3 separate regions of the Gossypium hirsutum genome follow, and regions 1 and 2 are each linked to region 3. The links are chromatin contacts, called in public Hi-C maps. All regions are on one chromosome and are shown on one strand. The core of a region is the stretch at or near the end of the contact, and the rest is flanking DNA. Distances in the headings are between cores, read along the strand shown.

The links. A called contact is a pair of places that touch in the nucleus more often than the background predicts.
Region 1: a contact with region 3 is called in a Hi-C map of leaf, with 2.3 times the contacts expected there. The contact joins the promoter of LOC107894981 here to the promoter of LOC107910294 in region 3. A contact is called at or near these places in 4 of 34 Hi-C or Micro-C datasets (all in leaf).
Region 2: a Hi-C map of hypocotyl shows a contact between it and region 3, with 2.6 times the contacts expected there. The contact joins the promoter of LOC107910681 here to the promoter of LOC107910294 in region 3. A contact is called at or near these places in 7 of 34 Hi-C or Micro-C datasets (callus, hypocotyl, leaf and 1 more).

Annotation. Positions count from the first base shown.
Region 1 is chrD02:38,544,018-38,546,717 of Gossypium_hirsutum_v2.1, forward strand. LOC107894981 (protein NRT1/ PTR FAMILY 4.6) reads right to left here and starts at 1,265. Exons shown (of 5, transcript XM_016820139.2): 1 at 1,086-1,265; 2 at 747-849; 3 at 404-621. The coding sequence starts at 1,088. It overlaps LOC107894980 (a long non-coding RNA gene), which reads right to left. Exons shown (of 2, transcript XR_001683337.2): 2 at 2,494-2,700.
Region 2 is chrD02:38,402,991-38,405,690 of Gossypium_hirsutum_v2.1, forward strand. LOC107910681 (serine carboxypeptidase-like 42) reads right to left here and starts at 1,369. Exons shown (of 10, transcript XM_016838635.2): 1 at 940-1,369; 2 at 675-748; 3 at 454-571. The coding sequence starts at 689. It overlaps LOC107910680 (alpha-amylase 3, chloroplastic), which reads right to left. Exons shown (of 13, transcript XM_016838630.2): 12 at 2,618-2,700; 13 at 2,040-2,555. The coding sequence ends at 2,394.
Region 3 is chrD02:37,746,865-37,749,564 of Gossypium_hirsutum_v2.1, forward strand. LOC107910294 (UBX domain-containing protein 4) reads right to left here and starts at 1,354. Exons shown (of 13, transcript XM_041088565.1): 1 at 1,256-1,354; 2 at 862-1,085; 3 at 1-73. The coding sequence starts at 1,029.

The sequences.
Region 1 (2,700 bases), core at 15-2,514, 800 kb after region 3:
CCCACCCGCCCCACTTCCCAATTTATGGATAAGAAAAAAAGGAATTTCTTTAATGGAATACGAGGCATTTGAAAGCATAGCTAACATAACCGATTGTTGTTGGAAGTTCGAATATGTGATGGAAGGTTGAATTGAAACAGACCCTATTTTATTATCTCAGAATTAGCTTACTTTTGGGATCCGAAAGAAAGTGGACAAATGTACTGACATTTTTTAGTAAGGCCTCGTTAGTTGTTGTACCTAGGCAGACTGGGTTTTTTGTTTATACCGAAGTCGCAGAGAGGGAATACTATCAGATTTTTGCCCGTGTCTTTTATTTATGAGAACCACAATGCGGATGAAGTGCAATAATGAAACAAAACATAGAGAGTTCTAAAGATAAGAGTGCGTGAAAATGGAGTACCAGGAATTGGATGAGTGCGCTTATGAGGTAGATGTGATAAGTAGTGAAGAAAGTGTCGGATAAGAAGCCCCCAAGCAGAGCCAGAAGGAAGGCTGTCCCCATGAAATTGGTGACATCGTTTGCCGATTTTGATGGAGATAAGTGCATGTGCTTTGACAGATACAGCACCAGGTTGCTACTATTTGCCAAGTAGGCCAGGTTCTCCACCACTTCCACAACTACGTACACCCAAAATTTATCATTAAACTAAGGGATGGAACCAACCTATAAAATAAGCCTCCAGCGGAAGCTCACCCTTTATTTGTGTCAAAAGGAACAAAAAGGAATAGATCAGGTAACTAACCCAAGACAAAGGAGGCAGCCACCATGCCACCATGTTGGCCCCTTAAAGCAGGTTTGCCCCTCCAATCCACATACCCTTCCCATCTATTATCCTGGTATCCTTCCTGTACAATAAAAGGCGAGTTAGTAATAGTATCTAGGAAAGCAACGAGAGGACGAATAATGAAGCAACGAGTTAGTAATAGTAATGGTATCCTCCTTCCTGTACAATAAAAGGCGAGTTTGTTGTCTGCTGTTTGTACTTTGAATGAAGCAACGAGAGGACGAATAATGAGTGAGATGACAACATAAAAAGAGCAGCAAAATAAAAAATTAAAAGGGCGGGGGGGGGGGAACCCACCATTGTTCTCTCTCTCTCCTATTCTCAACTTGAGTAATTATGTTGGTATTTGATCTCGAGTGTGAGGTAGAAAAGCATGGTGAGAGTGGTGGGGGTATTTAAAGAGAGGGGAAGGGAAGAGCATTTGATGGTTTCAGTTCAACTTGGAGGAGAGAATGGTCTTCACACCTCACATAAGTTAATTTTTGACTCATCATCCTTGGAACCTCTTGTTTTATACTAAGAATTCTTTCATTTTATTATTTTATTTGAAAATTATCATATTAACGAACAGTTTCTTTTTGTAATAACAAAGTGTCTTTTTATTAAAGATTTGCTAACTTATAGTAAAAAAGCTTGAGAGGAGGAAGATTAGGAGAGAAACATATCAAATCCTCTCCACCCATTATTAAAGGAACCCAAAAGAACAAAAAAAAGTACCTTTCTCTTTCTTTGACCATCGAAAGCCAAAACCTTCGTTGCGGATGCCTAATGATAGTATTTATTTTTGTCTTTTCTTCCAACAAAATATGAATTCAATTAGCAAATAGAAACATCAAAGCAGTACACGCCTTGAGGAGTAGAACAAAACCAGCAAGTAGCAACACACAGTGAGCAGCTGATCGATAGATGCCCCCTTAGGAGGTGTGGCGCCAAACGTTGACAAAAACCACCGTCTTCATATTCAACCACAAGTGGTTAAGTGGTTTAAGAATCTCCCAGGGGCGCCAAGTTTGATATCGAGTATTGGTGTACCGAGAAGCAGGCACTATAGAATCGGATTCCACCACTACAGAATCAGAACAACAATATAAAACTTCAAAGGAGGCGTATCTTTAATCTTGTTTCATTTTTCACTTGATATTTTGATGATCTTCCATATGTTTCTCCTTCCAGTACTGTTATAATAAAATTTGCTGATTTATATATAATTATAAGATAAGGAATATATTCTTTAGTCCGTGTACACTCAGGAATTTAGTAAGTGGATGACGATAACATGGATATATATATACACATACGGCAGCTTTATGCAAATGTCTTTTGTGGCCGTGTGATTATCATGAATACTGTTTCCCCAAACCCAAAATCCAATGTTTACACAAATGAATGGAATCCCCAGTTAACAAATTGCAAACAGTGGTTAAAAGAAGCAAAGGGTAGTGGTAAGATCACTTGGGTTGGACGATTGCTAATTGCTTGACATGATAGAATCTAATAGCCATACAATGGAGGATTATTATATTAATGGCTCCCAATCTCCTACCGATGAGCTTTTGTGCAATAATGCTTGAAGATATGAAAAGATGATAGAAATTGGATGTGCGGTCTCAGACTAAAAAATACTACTACATATCCATTTGCTTGTTAGGCTTAATTCAAACATTACTCATTTTTGGTACTTCAATTTTTTTTAAGTCGGTTCCTGTCAAAAAAAATCACCATGCTGCATTAATTTTTTGAAATTTTACAGGAAAATTAAGAAAAACAGGGAGAGAAATGAAAAATGTTCTTATTACAGCAATAAAGTTAATTAAAAAGAACTAACTTATCAATTATTATCGACTTTAAAATGCCGACTCTCTCTAAAAACCCGATTTCCTCGGCATGGTTGTTGGCAGACAGCGCGGAGGCG
Region 2 (2,700 bases), core at 119-2,618, 660 kb after region 3:
ACTTCTGAATACGGTAGGTTGAATGAAAAGAAAGGCTTTCTAGATATTGAAAGACAAGGTGATTAGTCGCATTAATAATTGTTGTGTTAAACCCCTCTCTCAAGGTGGTAAAAAGGTTTTCATTAAAAGCATTGTGCAAGCCATCCTACTTATTCGATATCATGCTTTTTATTGCCTAACTCTCTTTATGTTGAAATGGAGCGCATCATTAGCAGGTTTTGGTGGCAGAAACACAAGGGCAAGAAGGGGATTCATTGGTGCGAATGGAGAAAGCTATGTGACATTAAGGAAGATGATGGTTTGGGGCTTAAGAGTTTATCAAAATTCAATTTAGCCCTTCTTGCAAAACAGGGTTGGCGATTGTTTAGTTCTCTAGATTCTTTATTGGTGCGCACGTTAAAGGCTAAATATTATTCAGATTCCCCTTTTTTGAGATCGAGTCTAGGAAATTACCCTTGTTATACCTCGAAGAGTATATGGGCTGCGAAAGGACTTCTTTAAACAGACATGTGTTGGCGGGTGGGATCGAGTACCAATATATCCATCTGGAAGAATGCTTGGGTTCCTGGCTCTGTCGATTAGAAGATCTATAGCTATGTAAGAAATCAAATTATAGACAAGGTTTCTGAACTGACTGAGCCAAGATTGAGACAGTGGAGGGAGGATTCCATTACCAACATTTTTTCCATTGAGGATCCAACTGTCAACTTTTGAAATAGTTAATTTCATCGATTCATACATTTGAGATCTAGAAATCATAAATGAGAGATTATCTATCAAAAGAGTTGAAACGATGGAAACCACCAAAACCACCCTCGCTCAAGATAAGCTTTGATGCTGCTTTGCAAAGCTATACAAAGAAATCATGCATGGGGATAGTGGGCAGAAACTCAGAAAGGACAGTTTTGGGTTTGAGAATGATTATCAACAATCACGTACCTACTCCTTTGGCGACAGAAGCGCTTGCATGCCTCCAGGTAATTCAAATGTGCCTTGATCTGGGTTTTAGGGATGTGGTGATTGAAAGAGATTCTCTTGCTATTGTAAAGAAACTACATGCACAAAACGAAGATGGATCTGTCATTAGTGCCTATATTATAGATGTAATTTTTTAGCTGCTGATGGTTGCGATTGCTCAAGAGATAGAGAAGGTCTCTAGATTTTGCATTTCCTGAAAGAGACGGTTTGTTTTCCTAATGGGCTCCTGGTTATCCTTTTGTTTTATATGCCCTTAGGGAGTGGTTGAGCTCATTAAAACGGTTGGGTACTCTTTGGTTTTATCGAAGATATGCTTCTATTTCTTAGGAAATTGTTATGTTTTTTATCTTCTATTAGTTGTTATTATTGTGATTTTTTTAAACCGTTTTAATAAATGAAATCTAGCCTTTTCTTAAAAAAATAAAGAAAGAAAAGAAGAATTCTTAGTTAATTAAACTTCCAAAGTTTCTAACAAAACTCAAACAAATAATTATTTTCTAGATTATTTGAAATTTTGATTGTTTTATGAAATTTTATTTATTTATATTTATTTTTTGAATTTTTTCATTTTTCTAGTTTGGCATAATGATAAATTTAGTTATTCATGTTTACATATTTTTGTGAATTTGACTGCTATCCTTTTTTTAGTTAAATTTAATTATTAACTTTTCAAAAATAGTCGAAATGCTTCTCTTTTAAATGAAACTGCTGACTAAAATATTAATTTTTTAATAATTTGTGTATATTGGGGTGATCATTTCAAACAAATTTTCTAACGACGACACTAAATTGATAAAAAAATTTAAATGATCAAAACAGGAACAACCCTCTTTTAGGGTGATCATCGAATAGTTTATCCTATATTTAAATAGAATAGATTAATTAATTTCAAATATATAAAAAATATTTACGCCTTTAGCTTTTAATAATTTTAAAATTCATAAAATAAATAAATAGATAATACACATATATCAATGACATTTGCCTTGACAAAAAACTTTATGATAACAATGAAACCTTGAAAGTGGAAAAAGAAAACCAGGGCAGCTGGAACTTGGAAAGGAATAAATAGTATTTCATTTTATTTTATAAGAAAATAATAACAACAAAGCCAATTTGCAAAAATATTACAGATTTGGCAGAAGGCAAGAAATTGTTCTTCCAATGTTATTATCGTAAGGAATTGTAAAATAAGATATAATGAACAAGTACTAAGTTAAAACTCCTTGGACTGTAGCTAAGTGGCTCCAATAAACAATCACCTGCTGTAAGCCCTGACTTTGGTCAAACACCCTATATGTATATCGGGTAAAAAATGGTACAAATGATGGAATGAGAGGTACATGCTGGACATTCCTAGAGGATTGACTATATACACTACGCAAAGTAAAAATAGTTCCCAGCCCAAGTTTGCATTAAGAAGATGCTTCCCAGACCTTGTAATCGTATCCCTCAAGAGCTAAGGACCATCTTTGGGGTCCACTTGGAGGCTCATAATAACCTGGTCCAATCTTCATTGCAACTCTGTCGTCTATGGTGGCCGCATATACATCCCTCTCTGCCTTCACAATTTCAACCTATACCATAAACCAAGTCAATACTTGTCCTTCCTTTTAGTGCTAGAGTTTTGGATACTTACTATACTCCGGCAATGGATTTTGTTTCTGTTTCTGAGAGAGATAAGAGCGCCAATCTCTGAGCGATGGTGGGAGACAATGTGAT
Region 3 (2,700 bases), core at 104-2,603:
TTAGTTTTGCTGCCTCCAAAGTCTTATCAATAAACTCTGTATGCCCCGTTCTTTTTGTATGCAAATCACTTTCCTTCGAGATGAAACAGGAGTAAAGCCCCACAAATCACAAAATGGAAAACATATTTTACAAAAAAAAAAAAAAAGTATCACAGAGTTGTAAACCATTTGAGATTTTGTTTTAATAGCATAAAATTTTCCTTAAAAATCAAAATGTAGTTTTAACTTCAAATCCCGCAAAAATCCAGTTCATGTAAGCAAAAGCAACCTTTTGAGATTAGAAACAAATGTATGCACAAATACTACAAAATGATGGAAACTTACCAACAACCATAGCCACAAAAATGTACCAAAGCCTTTAATCTAAACATCCATATTGTAATAGCAAACCTTCCAACTTTCCCCTAGGTAATTTACCAAGTCCTCAAAAGACCCAAATCAATGCAAAAGAAAAGTTCTCAAACAAAAACCAATTCAACACAAAAGAAAAACTTCAAAATTCAAATTAAATGCTAACCAGTGCCTAATGGCATTGGCGAAAGTATATATTGAAAGAGAAGTATACTAAAAGTAACAAATTCTTCAAAAGGTAACTAAATAATTCTTAACCGAAGAGTATAAGTACCGGTTAAGCAAACACTTAAATTAAATTAAGACAGTAACAAAAGCACGACTTTCAAGTTAGATCCAATTCAATTTAAACCCTAAACTTTCAATTCCAACTCAATTCATGAGAAAATGCAAATTAAGCCCAATACAAGATCAAAGTTTTAAAACGCGATTAAATCAAGAAAAGACTAGAACAATAAAAGACGTTGAAATAAAACCCTAACGAAATTAAAGTAAAAGTGGATGTCATACGATTTTGGATCGGCACGGTTTGCCACAAGAAGAGCAAACAAGATTGAGAACAGCTTCAGTGGACTCGGAGAAGTTGGAATGGGAGGTGAGTTCCGCATGTTCTTGGGCTTCCTCCACCGATTTCAACAGAGCCCCACAGTCCCCACACTTCAAAGAAACCCCCGCCATCGATGGAATTTCGTTGATCAAAGCTCCCTCTTCAGATACTTGACTCTTCTCTGAATCTATAGATGAAAAAATGTATCATAAGGCTTTTGGGATTCACCCTTTTAAGGTGCTTTCTCGGTGAGGGATACGGGTGTTCATAAGTCAAATTTTTTTCATTTTCAAAATTAAAAAATATTTTAAATATATCTATATTAAAAATAAGAAATTAAAATAAAAACAATTTTACCTTAAATAAAATCAATTCAAATTAAAATTCATCTGGTCCAAATTCGGATAAAACCTATGTGATCAGGTGAGTAGCTCGACCGGGATGGGTGACGAAATTTATTTGTATTTGGCAAGGAATTAAAACTTCCTTTAAAATCGAATTAATAGATCAGTTCGATTTAATTTAATTAATTAGTCGGTGGTCAAACTTAATTCGATTAAAGGTTGATTAATAATTTTTTGAAATTTCTGTTATTAGTTAATTTGGTTTAAAATAAAGTAATTAATTGAATTAATCAAATTAACAGAACTTAATAATTAATATTATGTGTTAATTTTAAGATTTATGTAGTTTCAAGACATAAAAATATATTTAAGTTGATTTCAATATATTTTTTATATATTTTATATTTGTTTTAGCTAAAAAACATATAAATTTTAATTAACTAACTAAATTAATCGAAATATTTCGATTCAATTTATTTTTTTTAAAAAATTTAATTAAATTAACAATTAAAGAATTATACAATTCAAGTAATTTGATTAATACTAATTCGATTTGAACCGAATCCACCATCTTATAAAAGATATATCTTTTTCCGTATAAATAAAGGAGATCTTAGGGTTGGTCGGTAAATTTTGGAGTTTCTTTTTTTTCTTGGAGAAAGGAACATTTATGCATTAAACAGAGAAGTCAAACAGTGCATGCAAAAACATTCCCCTAGCATCCTTAGCAATAAGAAGAGCTAAATCTGTAGGAGAATTGCAGATACAAAAGAACTCGTCATCAAAAAAAACCAAAAGATGGCGAAACACTTAAGGTGATCTCTTCCCAAGCGAGCGAGCACATCCGCACAACAATTCCCGTCTCTAAACACATGCATTATCCTGCTAGAAGTCAAAGGTGGGAGGAGCATCCTTGGCTTTGAGATTTGCAAATGGTTAAAAGATTAATTGTTTGGAGGGCTAATCCCGAGTTCGTGATGATGATGTGGGATCATGCATCCATCAAGCATGTAGCAGCGTATATGAAGTAAATAATGGAAAGCAAAAAGGGTAAAAATGTAAAGAGGCACGAGATCACAACAGAGGGGAGAACCCGGGCAACCCCCATGCGAACTCCCCTTGAAAAACACCCATAGAATAGATTTTTGTTCCACCATTGCCAACTCACCATACCCGAACCACCATCACCCTTCACAGTATCCATCATCACCCTTCAACCTCAGTACCCAAGGCCTTTGCTCATGCCCTTCTCAGATCTTAACACCACCCAACAGTATCCATCTTCCGCCTACCTCAGCACTACCATCCTCCATTCACTGAAACCAATGACCATAAACCAACACTCACCATAATTACCACCCTAAGCCACCATCTACCACCTCCCTCCTATTCACCAACAACTTATACCCAGAACTCATATTCGCGCCAAAACCCAAATTCCAAGAACCAAATAGTCAA